2 separate regions of the Zea mays genome follow, and region 1 is linked to region 2. The links are chromatin contacts, called in public Hi-C maps. All regions are on one chromosome and are shown on one strand. The core of a region is the stretch at or near the end of the contact, and the rest is flanking DNA. Distances in the headings are between cores, read along the strand shown. Region 1 holds the start of LOC100278543. Region 2 holds the start of LOC100279264.

Region 1 (6,608 bases), core at 3,368-5,867, 560 kb before region 2:
TAATAATAAAATCTTCCACGTTTTATTTTTTTTAGTTTATAACGGAGCTGATTATGAGGATGATGACATAACTTTGCATTTTATATAAAGGGGATGGACACTTCTCTCGTCTTCTTAAGCAAAGAGACAGTTTATGGCTCTGTTTTCTTACAACGTTTTCATTCCATAGCCATTCTACTGGATATTCCTTGGGTCTATTGGAGTTATGGTTAGCTGGGGAGATGGATAGTTTAGATTCATAACAGTGAGTTATATTTGTAGGAAGCTCCAAAGAAATTGGCAGGAATTAGGGTTACACATGTGTGTGTGTATCATACTTGATCTATGGCCGTGTGCTCTTGTTATCTGACTTTCAGACTTCACCTGCTGCAGACTGCTTTTAGAACAAAAGCGATGGAAGTGCATCCTGACCAAAATCAAAATGATAGAGGTGAACATCTTGTTTCCCATGGACACTGCGTTTCTTCCAATTCCAGTGTAGTTGCATCGTGACGTTCACAATTGACTAACAGCACAACACAAATGTTTGGACTGGTGCAGATGCTGCAGAAGAGAAGTTCAAGGAGGTTGTCAAGTCTTACGAAGCAATTAAATCGGAGAGAAAAAACGGTGTAAGTTGATGCAAACTTCCAGTGTGGTCGGATCAAGTGGTAAAGACTGGGACCGGATCACGCGGGAATCAGTTGTGCCTTGTATATGTAATCAATTGTTGCCGGCAGCTTGATAAAATGGTTCTTCTGTTGCTGTTGAGGACCTGTAGCACGAGTTCCATTTATGAGCTTGGGCGATGTAGATTTGGATAGGTTCAAAAGATGTGCTTTTTGTTCATTTAGCCACTAACTTGACGTGCTGGTGTAAGGACACTACACGCTCTTAGCCAGGTTAGCAAGAAAAGGCTCAGCCCCAATCTTACAGATGCAGGCAACCAAATAATCCCTATATAAAAGGCGGACTAGATCATGAGACGTTCCTCGGTATTCGGTAACAATAGAAATGACAGAGCATCAAGCTCTTTGCTGATTATTCCTCTAGGAACAACTACTGTTTGGGAATTGAGCTGGTCCAGGCCCATCTGAGCCCATCATACTTTGGGTCAAATGGGGTTGGGCCAAAAAAGGTCGAAATTTTTTTTTGGATCATACTGTGCTAGCCCAAAGATTAAAAACAGTGGTCTAGGTTGACTCTAAAGCACATCGTGTCTTCGTTAGATCGTGACGGTCCAAGCTTTCCGAGTGACTGGTGGAAAGGGAAGAACCCGAGAGGGCATATAGATTTCGATTCCTCCCCCCGGCACTAGTAGATACGATATTTCGAGATTGCTAGATAATCTCACTACGGTTCGAATCCTCCAGATTGCGAGTTCCAGAAAAAGAATTTATTTTTTACTAAAACATCCAAGAAAACGGAATAAGAACGCGCTTACAACGCCGATGAAAGGAACCAGAACAAGTGTATGGCAAATTTCCTTTAGTAGATATTCCAGTGGATCAATAAAAAGAAGGTACTCGTCCTGGTGCACCCGTAGGTTTTGCCCTTTCTAGAATTCATCTACCGTTGTAGGAATCCTCATCCGATGTACGAATCCCGTGGAGGAAAGAAGCTGGTATTTATCGCCTTGATCCCGTGGAGGAAGAATGGAGGCACTTGGCCATAGCTCACGCTATGATCCCGAACCCCAAAAGCCAGATGTGTGCGACCGAGGCGTGATATCACTACGGTTCGAAACTGTTGAGCCCCTTCACCACCCCCTATACGGAACTCTCCCTTTGACTTCCTTCAATCCATCAAGTATTGCACATGTGTAGATTCTCGGGTAAAAAACAACATTTTGGCTTAGAATGACACTTGCTGCTTTGAACCACATAAAATTTATATCTTACTATAAATTAAAGATATTAAACAATGCTAACAATATTTAACTATATAAAATCAAAATATTACAATAATATAAAGTCTATAACTTACTTAATTAAAGAAATTAAACAATACAAGCTTTAATTGGGCTATGCCGGCCCAAACCTGACCCATGTGAGCGGCCAGCAGGAGCCCAATAGATCAAAATTTGAGACCCGACTCAGGTCTGCATTTGGACCGTGCTAGTCCAATCCATATTTTCGTATCGAACCATGTTTTTGGCTTCTATCTTTAGGCCGTGCTCGTGGTGTTCAAAAAGACCGGCACATATTTTCAGCAATAGCAACAACGGGTGCATTAGTCTTGAAATACACATGCACGATGCATCCGAGCTCATGTAGCGAGGGTCACTGGTAGGCATGTAGGAAATAAAGTGTTTTGGTCAACTAAGGATTTCAAATTATACTCCACCAAAGGATTCCATTCCGCAGGTTACAAAAACAAGTGTTCAACTAAGAATCTAAGACCCGCAGCTACTAAAACCCTTTTAGCCTCAATAAAGAAGCGCGGTGTAAATCATCTTTTCCTCTTGCCATGCATCTTTGATTCCCTCTTTGGGTTACCGCTTGGTGGTGACTTGGACGCAATTGCCGAGCTCCACAGTGCTCTCTCGACATCTGAGGGTGTGAAACTTTCTTCTCCTATGCTCAGTTCCTTCAAGGTCAACATAAATATCAGTCAAATGGCAATCAAGTACTGTCTACTGTGGATGCAAATATAAAATTATTCTTTTCTTATTCAATGCTCGTCCGATTTGTATGAGTCTGAAATCTATATTTGAAATGACACTTACAGCCTAAGAGCATATTCAATAGTTACTAAACGAAACTGGCAAATCAATGAGTTCTCCAAGTGGCTAAAAAAAGTTACGCACACATTTATTATGTTTCTCCGATCGTTTACAAAATCTAGCTCCTAAAAGATAGAAGACAATTTGGCATCAGAAATTCCGGGCTATTTCCAAACCACTTAAACCATTTTTATGCTTTTTTTTCTCTTGTATATTTACATGGGGAACTTGTCTTTGCTCTTTATTTCCCCCCCATATCGACCATCTCTATATTGGCCAATTGATACAAAGTACATTTTTGGCACTATTAGATTGATTTTCCCGAGTACAGAAAGATTGAGATTTCAAATAAAGAGTTGATGGAGAAAGCTTTTGTTCAAACTTGCTAAAGAAACAAGATTGAGAGTGAGTTTTGGGGGAACTCTTGGAGACAGCTCTAATCGAACTAGTGTAAAAGTTAGCACTGCAGAGCAGTTTGCAAGCTTTCAAGTTTCAACATACTGAAAAATGCTTTGTAACTATTTCCCTAGTGTGCCAACTGGAACTTGGAATGGAATGCAAAGACAAGCAGGTGAAAAACTACCGGTGTCTTGGTGCATGCGTTTCAAATTTACCAGCATACGCCTCAACTTTAATGCTAGCATTTGAAGAAGTGTTGTTAAATTGCAGAACTGGATGCTATTCATACAGGTAAATCGGGATCGCCTTTTTAAAGTAGCACAATGAGCTCTTCCAATTTGTCCAGGTGGAAAGGGTTCAACACACGAAGCACAAAATTCTGCAATAAGTTAGCTATATCTAAGGTAACCGCTTATTTTTTTCCACTTTAGTATATAGACTATGATACTTTTTAGCTTGGACAAAACTAAACAAAGCATTAACCAGCTGCGAACTGCAGCCATCCGAGCACCTGACTCAAAACCGTAAGATTACATTTAGTTGCGCTGAATACTTCAGACGACCAGAAGAAGTAGCTAAGCTTTGCAAACGTTGTTAGCAATTTCTCATTCGTAGCCGTGTACCTACCTTCGCTTTTGCCTGCAATTTATCAGCAAATGCAAGGTACTGCTTCAGAGTGTACTCCTTTGAATTGCCCAAGGCTGCTACCATCGCCTACACAAGATCTGATCATTGCAGTCACCACGCACTAAGACATTTTATGCACAAGGCTCACCTCGTCAGACATGAACGGTGCGACATCAGGTGCATACGCAGCGAGCACGGCGGACGCAGTGGCGGGTCCGACTCCCTTGAGCACGGTAAGCTCGGTGATGGCCCTTCTGAGGTCGGGCAAAGCCGCGAACGCCTTGCGCGACGCCGACTCCACCACGGCGTCGTCCAAGCCCTTGACGAAATCCATCAGCCTCGGTCTGGCAACAAAAACCCAATCTTAATCGAATCGGCAGCATACTTGTGAACATTTTTCCATCAAGGCAAGGACCGGACCACGCCCTACAGGATCCAAAAGCTGGAGCGTGAACAAGCTAGCAACAGCATGATAGTTGAAGAAAGGCAGATGGACTGACCTCCACTTGCCGCGAGAGAGCTTCCACTGGAGGAGGCGCACCAGCTCGGGCTTGGCGAGGAAAGGATCCGGGTCACGGCAGCGCAGGAGCGCGGGCAGGTCGTGGCGGTAAAAGGAGTCCACGGCCACGAGGTCGGGTTTGTCTAGGGCCGCGAGACGGCGGTCGTACGCGGCCAGCGCTGCGCGCCACGCCGCCGCGTCGCCGCTCGCGAAGCCCACCGTCTCGGCCATCGTTAGCGCGGTGCGTTGCACGAGGAACCGGCGACGGCGACCGTCGACAAATGTGGGGAGCAAAGCAACCAGCAACTGCGACTGCGACTGCGACTGCAAGTGAACTGTGAACCCGGCGGCTATTTCTCATCGACTCGGCAGAGCGGAACACCAGAACAGGTCGGGTTCCCCATAAACCTTCAATCCAAGTATATTCGTATCGCTGTTTCCGCCGTTGGATGCAGGGGCAAAATCGGAAAGCTGCAAAACTCGGCCCACTTGAGGTGGAGGGTTTCTTCTCCTCGTGCGCGCTCGCGTTTCCTCTTCAACCGCCGCCGCAAAGAACGGCCCACTTGACTACTTGAGGTTGAGGGTTTCTTCTCCTCGTGCGCACTCGCGTTTCCTCTTCATCCGCTGCCACAATCTTTGCGGCGCCCTCACACACCGCCGCCGCCGGCTAGAGCCTAGGGCCGTAACCGTAACAGCCACCCCTGAGACTGAGATGGATACAGCGGAGGAGGCTGGGCAGGAAGTAGTCAGCGCTGTTGGGGAGGATAGTATCCCGGAAGCTGCCGCCTGCAGCAGGGAGGAGAGGAAGGAGGAAGAGGAGGAAGAAGTGGAGGTGAGCTTCGATGAACTTGGCCTGGACGAGCAGCTGAAGAGGGCGTTGAGGAAGAAGGGCATCCTCAAGGCCACCCCGATACAGCGGGAAGCCATCCCGCTCATCCTGGTGCGTGGTTTATGGCTTTCATCTTGCTTTTAGTGTGCTTCTTTTCTGATTCGTGCGTATTCAGTCCAGACGTTTGGCCTCTGCTATCCAATCAGCTTCAAGGCCTGGGTCTGGTGGTGTTTGCGAATGATCGCTGTAGCATTGCCATGCTATTAGGGTGTAGTAAGAAACTAATGGAAAAATGATGCAGGAAATATGGAATTTCAGCTCCTTTTCTTTGGAAGAAGTTAATTCTGATAAGTGTGATGGTCATGGGCATTCTGCAAACCGTAGCATTATTTGAATAGCCTGCATTGTCTAGTCAACTCCCGGGATTGGTTGCCTGCAAAAAACTGCTATAGCCTATTTATTCGGCATCAAAGATGATGATCCTATGCTAACTTTAGTTTTAGCCAAGTGTAACACAAGGATGATCTGGTGCAAAAACTGTTATGACCTATATATTGTACATCAAGATAGATATCTAGTTTTTGTGCAACAGATTTTGTTTTCTGTAATTTTGGCCTCTAGTCAACAACTGAACATTGTGGTTCCAGGAAGGGAAGGATGTGGTTGCAAAGGCCAAGACTGGCTCTGGGAAGACCTTTGCCTATCTTCTCCCACTTCTGCACGAGCTACTGAAGTTGTCCTCAGAAGGACGTATACGAAAACCTGCACCAAATGCTTTCATCCTGGTTCCTACTCGAGATTTATGCCACCAGGTAGTGAACCTTAGCTTACTTTTCTGTGAGTGTTCGATGACTAAGTTTGGGGATTTTAGTTGTTTCAATGCTAGCTGTAGTAGTTATGTTTTGCATCTCACTTGGATACATATGAATTATACATGCTATTCATTGGCAATGTTTATTTAGTTCTTGGACTATAAAACACGCATGTAGTAGCTGATTGGATTATATTTGGATGTGGAATATTTTCATCTGCACCACCACTTGATATATACCTTTCATATCATCAACATATTTCAATAACGTGTAGAACCAGACTCCATGTCATTGATTTGTTGAGTGGTATAGGTGAAAAATGCACATCAGGTGGTGCACAGATGGAGATTCCCCATTGGACAAGTGAAGTGCAAACACATGTTTTTATATTCACTATTTTGATGTATTTTTAATTTGCTGGCTATTAATATCATGTGGGTATGATATAATTTTCCTTCCCCTTGTTTTCATCTTTGCTAAACAGGAAGCTAACACTGCTGTCTCGACTTGCTTGATATAGGTGTATAATGAGGCATTATCTCTCCTTGAGCTCTGTACATGCAAATTGAGGGTTGTGCAAGTTACCGCGAGCATGTCGGATAAGGATATTGTGAGAATTCTATTCTGTTCCATTGTTATTTTCTCCACTTGTTACCCATGTTTTGTTATTATTATTATTATTATGTCTATTGTCTCAAGTAACTAACTTACTTTTGCCTGTTTTTTGCAGACTGTTGC
Region 2 (6,606 bases), core at 3,163-5,662:
CGTCTCCAAAGAAAATCATGCATGATGTCTTATTGTTATGTTAGTGGATCCAATATGACCATCCATATTTCTCAGACTTCACAGCAGAGGAGGTACATTCACTGAAATCAGCAGGTGCGGCCCCTGTTGGTCTTGGTCCATGCAGGCTACGGGTTGAGACAGCCACGATATCCCTCCTATCTGCTCTCATGCTCTGGTCAGATGCTAAACACCGGTAAAGACAGCAATGCAGGTAATCTAAGGACAGTTCTCTCAGTCATCTTTATGGTATACTAGTCCTCTTTCAGGTGATTAGTACCATGAAATACCATTCAGGATCTAGTTGGATTCAGTAACCAAAACCATGGGTAATTATTCCATTGGATCTCAGAACGCATTTCAGTAAGAGCTTGGTCTTGGGCTTGACCAGCATGGACGATGAGCATCTCAATACACGATGTTTTGTTTGAGTTATGTTATCTTAGGGCTAGTTTGGAAACCTCAATTTCTCAAAGGATTTCTATTTTCTCATGGGAAAATGAATTAATTTTACTTAGGAAAATAGAAATTCCTTTGGAAATTGTGGTTCCCAAACTAGCCCTTATGGGGCGTTTGGTTTGAGAAATGAGTTAGTCCATCATTTTCTCACTCATCACTATTTTTGTTTGGTTTGTAGAATGAAATGAGTTAATCCATCACCATATCATTCCTCAAAGTTTGTTAGTTAGTACTAATATGAGGAATTGGGTTATCCCACCAAATTTGAGAAATGAACTCATAATGCACCACCTCAATTTGGATGAAGTGATTCCTCAAACCAAACACCCCTCTTAGTGTGTTGGTTGAATCACATTTTTTTTTGTATCCACAGCCTTCAACTCTCACCGTCGCTTTTGATGGAAAACAGTAAAAGCACACCATAAAGCAGCCATACCCTGTGCTGTCGGTAATACTGACACATGCTGCCATGATTAGGGATGACAATGAATCTAAATTTTACACGATAAGATTTAAGGGTCGAAATCGAATTAGGATCGACCTCTATTTCATTTGTGAATTAAAATTTATATAGGATCTTAACATTTTGTGAAGAAGCATCTGGAGCACGATTCATTACCACCCCTAGCTGGCTAGGCTGGAGATTAGATGTTCTAAAAACTCAAGATTCATTGCTAGCTGTATACAACAATCACACGCTTGGAGTGGTTTTCTTGTTAAGGGCGGGTTTAGGAACCCTATTTGTTTTATTTCAATTTTTTTCAAGGTGAATTAGTTTATTTTCACTTGAGAAATTAGGGATCTTTTGGAAATTGGAGTTACTAAACTAGCCCTAAACAAGCTTCCTGTCGCTCCCAATACACGTGGAAAATGAACGAACTGCCCGTGCATCCGTACAAGTATAGAGTAGTTTAATAGCACATCGGTTTACGATTATTTGTCGTCGACTAGTTCATTTGTGAACTAAAATGTGACAAATAAAAAAGAGAGCAAGTATAACCCGATCATCTGACAAGCGCATCGACATGTAACGGACAACCTACCTGAAAACATCCAGGCCAGCAGGGCAAAACAAAAACGTCTCCTTGTCCTTGGATCAAACCGAAGCGAAGCAGCCGGAAGCGCTCAGCCGGCGGCGCAGCCTACGGCATTCCTGTTGCCCCGTGCTCAAGGCAAAACCCCGTACCAAGTACCATGGATTCGCCATGGTTTGGTCTGCAATTGCACGCATCGCGTCAACAAGATCGTAAGATTTATTTATCCTAAACTGCCGGTATAAGCTAGGCGGCGCCCTTGGTTGGTTCGTGCAAGTGGCGCGACGGCGATATCAATGTCATGGCTTCCCAATTAGCACTTATTCGGTTAGGCCTTGTTCGGTTACATGGGATATAATCCCATCATGGATTTAATCCGGATATGGATTGGGTGAATCCATATCTCACACCCAATCCCATGGTGGGATTAAATCCATCAACAAATCCATGTGACTTTCAAAGCTAGTTATTCTTTTGATCCATGGATTCTAATGTAAACTTGTGCAATATCTCATGGATTTGTTCCATACCTAATGGGCTATGGATAGAATCCATGTCTTCCATAGTTTAAAAAATTCCCAAACCTTTGAGTTATATTCCATGATGGGTTTAACCGAATAAAAAAAAATTAAGTAGTCATGAATTATTTTGGGGCATGGATTGAGGCATGAATTTAATTCCAATCCATGCTAATCCAGAGCGGGATTGGTGTAAACGAACAAAGCCTTATATGGGATGAAATCTCATCATGGATTTAATCCAGATATGGATTGTGTGAATCTATATCTCACACCTAATTTCATGGTGGGATTAAATCCATCAACTAATCCATATCTCTCAAATCTAGTTATTCTTTTGATCCATAAATTCTAATGTAAACTTGTGTAATATCTTCATGGATATGTTCCATAACTAATGAGCTATGGATATAATCCATGTCTTCCATAATTTAAAAAATTTCTAAATCCTTAGGTTATATTTTATAATGGTTTTAACCGAATAAAAAAATTAAAGTAGTCTTAGATTATTTTGGGGTATAAATTGTGACATGGATTTAATTCTAATACATGTTAATCCAGAGCTAGAATGGTATAAACGAACAAAGCCTTAACTGTGTGGACTGGGATCGGAACACTTGGATTTTCTGTACATTGCTGATGTGGTGAGACACAATATATTACGTACTCCACACACTCCAGTCGAGCCGCCCGGAACCCGTTGACCGTTTGCCCCGTTCGCTTACATCGGAATGGCAGAACCGTTCCAAATGAATTGGTTTGTTTATTTTGTATTAACATTGAATAGTTGGAATAGCTCCTGATCTCAATCGGATTCAATCCGATATAAACGAACATTGGACTGAACAGCCGATGCTGTTTGACGCGTGAATGTATATTGTGCTAAGCCTAAGGATCGGTACGGTAGCATAATAAACTAACCATTCCACGTCCCAAATCCCCTTATTCATACTTTCTATTCATATTTAAATACATCTCTCAACTATTCTTTCCCATATTTCTCTTTCTCTCCAACCATTCCCCGTATCCAGCACTATTTACTCTTTAACTGAGTCATTTGCCTTTTATATATCACTTTTGGAGTTTTTAAAAATAATATCATATTTGTAATACCGTAATACACATTGTTATCAAATTATAGAGCTTTAAACTAATTCATTTTGTAACTAAATGCAGTAATTAACGGATGGGGGAGATTAGATCTCACTCCATCAACTAGGGATGGGAATGGGTCGGGTGGAGCAAAAACCCGTCCACGACCACACCCGTGAAGTCTACTTAAACCCGCCAGTTCACACCCGCGGATGCAATTCGAAACCCGAACTCGTTGGGTTTCGGGTCACCCTACGGGTTTTTACTTTGTGTACACTTTTAAACAATAGATTAGCTATAAGAAATTTAGTATTGTTAATAAGTGAGTTATATCTATGAATTTTAAGCTTTCTCACGTTGAGCAACAACAAAACATTTTATGAATCATTAGCCAAGTTACTTATTCAAAATAATTACCATTGTATCTTGAACATTTTTGCGCAAACTAAAGAATGAACAACATTTTGGTTTGGGTGTGGGTCACCCTGCGGGTTAAAATAGAAACTCGCACTCACACCCGCGAAACTTCAGATCGAGTGCGGGTTGCACCCACGGGTCAAAATATTCGCCAGCACTCGCACCCATCAGGTCAGGTACGCGTCGGATTTCAGGTTTACTGGTTAAATTGTCATCCCTATCATCAATAGAGGGAAAATCTTCTCTCTCCCTCGACGGAGGGCCCCTAGGGGGCGTCGGCCGGGGAGCATAGCTCCACCCCGGAGGCGATAGGGGGAGCGGGTAGTGGACCGTTGGAGTCCACCTAAGGACCCGTTTGTTTTCCTCTATTTTGAGGAATTAGAATCTAACTAGTGGAGTATAGTATTTTTTTTTAGAACATGGCATTCCACAACTTTCCGGAGTTTATATATAAACATATCTTAAATTTATAGGGTGAGAAATAAAAATTGATTCTATAGATTTACATGTTACTTTTCTAATGTATAACCTATAACACATTCTTATACTTGCTTATCTATAGTATAAGTGTAGTATATAATTATCTCTCTTATATGATTTAAGATAATATACCAATATATTAATTTAATTATTTTTATCTAAATTATGATTATTAGAAGAAAAAAAGACACAAGAAACGTGGAGTCGGAAGGATTCAGCAACGAACCGGACAAAGGATACGCCAGCAACCAGGGTGCCTCCGCCACGTGTCCGCGCGCCCGTCCGACGTGGCGCAGCGGCCGTAACCAGAAACGTAAGGTGATCTCCGCCTCCTCACGGTCCACCTATATAACCGCCGGCCTGATCCGTTGGATTCGTCGCCTCCGTGTCCCCCCAACGGCAAAAGCGATCGTTGCCGCGTCCCCAGCGAGCGTGCCGCCATTGCGCCGCCACGCCGGCGACCCGCGGCGTCGCATCGCATGTGAACACGGGGCGCGTTTCTCGTGCCTGTCAAGTAAGATCGGTGGCGATGAAGTGCGTCTCCGGCGCGTACTTCGAGCCGGACTTCGACCCGCTCCTCGACCGCCTCGGCACCCCCGGGTACGCATCCCTTCCGCTGTCTTCCTCTTCTCGTCTGGGCGGCGGCTCTTGACGATCTCCGCGTGGCTGGCTGGTTGCAGGGTCGTCGTCGATAACGAGACGCGCGAGGACTGCACGCTCGTCAAGGTTTGCTCTCGCGACGAACAGAGCCGAGCATAGCCTCCTCCTCCTCCTGTTCTTGATTTGGTGTGTCTCGCGTTCCCAGGTCGACAGCGTGAACCGGGACGGCGTGCTGCTGGACATGGTGCAGCTGCTCACCGACCTCGACCTCGTCATCTCCAAGTCGTACATCTGCTCCGACGGCGGCTGGCTCATGGATGGCAAGGACTGCCTGCTCCTCCTGTTTCTTGTCAATTTTTTTTTGAATGCCATGGCAAGCTGTGACGGAATGTATGCCACTGTTCTGTTTTGCACAATGCAGTGTTCCATGTGACGGACCGGACAGGGCGCAAGCTGACGGACCCGTCGCTCCCCGAGTTCATCCAGCGCGCGCTCGTGCGGTTCCACCGGACCGTCAACTGCGCGTCGCCCAGGTTCACCACGTGCCTCGGCAACGTGGTGGGGCCGGCCGGCCCCGACGTGTCGGGCTGCGCCGCGCTCGAGTTCACGGTGAACGACCGCCCGGGCCTGCTGTCGTCCATCACGTCCGTGCTGGCCGACAGCGGCTGCCACGTCGCGTCGGGGCAGGCGTGGACGCACAACGGCCGCGCGGCCGGGGTGCTGTACGTCACGCCGCCGCTCCCGAGCCGGTGGGCGCGCGTCGAGCGGCTGGTGGAGGCCGTGGTGGGCGCGCGCGAGAACGTGGCCGGCGAGCGACACTGGACGCGCGTGTCGGGGCCCGCGCGGGGCCGCGTCCACACGGAGCGCCGCCTGCACCAGCTCATGCGCGACGACCGGGACTACGAGTCCGGCCCGGCGCCGACCCCCGTCGACGAGGGGCTCTTCGGCGTGGGCGACAAGGCCGCGACCACCGCGCGGACGGCCCGCCGCGCCCGCGCCGCGACGCGGGTGTCCGTCGACAGCTGGGAGGAGCGGGGCTACGTCGTCGTCAAGATGACGAGCAGGGACCGACCCAGTCTGCTCTTCGACACGGTGTGCGCGCTCACCGACATGCAGTACGTCGTCTTCCACGCTACCGTCGGGTCCCAGGGGGTTCTCGCCATTCAGGTATTTAGTATCACCACGTGTGCGTTAGTGTTAGCGGTTCATGTTGCATGATCACCCCTAGTGCTGGGAATTGGGCCGTGCCGGGCCGGCCCGGCTCAAGCCCATCGTGCTTCGTGCCAAACGGGTTCGGGCCAAGAAAGCCCAAACAATTTTTGGGCCGTGCCGTGCCAGCCCGAAGTATAAAAACAGTAGCCCAGTCCGGCCCTAAACCACGCCGTGCCTTCGTTGGGCCGTGCCGGCCCAAGCCCGGCCCGTATATTTAACCACATAAAATCAAAATATTATAATCATGTAAAGTTCATATCTTACTAAATTAAAGATATTAAACAATTATAGCATCATTTAACCACATAAACTCTAAATATAACAACAATATAAAGTCAATATCTTAGTAAATTAAAGAGATTAAACAGATTGGGCTTAATTGGGCCGTGCCGGCCCAAGCCCGGCCCATCTATGCGTGCCGTGCTGGGGGCCCGACGGGTCGAAATTTGAGGCCCGGCCCAGGCCCGCCTTCGGGCCGTGCTAGCTCGGCCCATATTATTTCGTGCCGGGCCGTGCTCGTGCTGGCCCGAAAAGCCCGGCCCAGATTCCCAGCACTAATCACCCCTATTATACGCCCACGGCACAGACTGACACTGTGTCGTCGTCCTTGGCATCATCAACGCAGGAATATTACATCCGGCACAAGGACGGGGGCACGGTCGACAGCAGCGCCGAGCGGCAGAAGGTCTCCCGGTGCCTCGTGGCCGCGGTGGAGCGGAGGGCCACTCATGTCAGGCTCGCTCGACCATTCCCTCTCCGCTGTGCTTCTTCCTTGT

Evidence for each region. Hi-C and Micro-C count contacts between places; a contact is called where the count stands out from the background.
Region 1: a Hi-C map of leaf shows a contact between it and region 2, with 7 times the contacts expected there. The contact joins the promoter of LOC100278543 here to the promoter of LOC100279264 in region 2. A contact is called at or near these places in 2 of 25 Hi-C or Micro-C datasets (leaf and tassel).

Annotation. Positions count from the first base shown.
Region 1 is chr5:9,696,966-9,703,573 of Zm-B73-REFERENCE-NAM-5.0, reverse strand. LOC100278543 reads right to left here and starts at 4,617. Exons shown (of 4, transcript NM_001365306.1): 1 at 4,231-4,617; 2 at 3,879-4,074; 3 at 3,731-3,804; 4 at 2,291-2,568. The coding sequence starts at 4,460. The coding sequence ends at 3,775. LOC100273968 reads left to right here and starts at 4,864. Exons shown (of 15, transcript NM_001148355.1): 1 at 4,864-5,169; 2 at 5,706-5,870; 3 at 6,391-6,480; 4 at 6,601-6,608. The coding sequence starts at 4,942. LOC100283856 reads left to right here. Exons shown (of 7, transcript NM_001158172.1): 6 at 373-430; 7 at 541-913. The coding sequence ends at 620.
Region 2 is chr5:9,134,735-9,141,340 of Zm-B73-REFERENCE-NAM-5.0, reverse strand. LOC100279264 reads left to right here and starts at 4,412. Exons shown (of 6, transcript NM_001152285.1): 1 at 4,412-4,618; 2 at 4,699-4,744; 3 at 4,824-4,938; 4 at 5,040-5,785; 5 at 6,456-6,560. The coding sequence starts at 4,548. LOC100279709 reads left to right here. Exons shown (of 8, transcript NM_001360990.1): 8 at 76-449. The coding sequence ends at 218.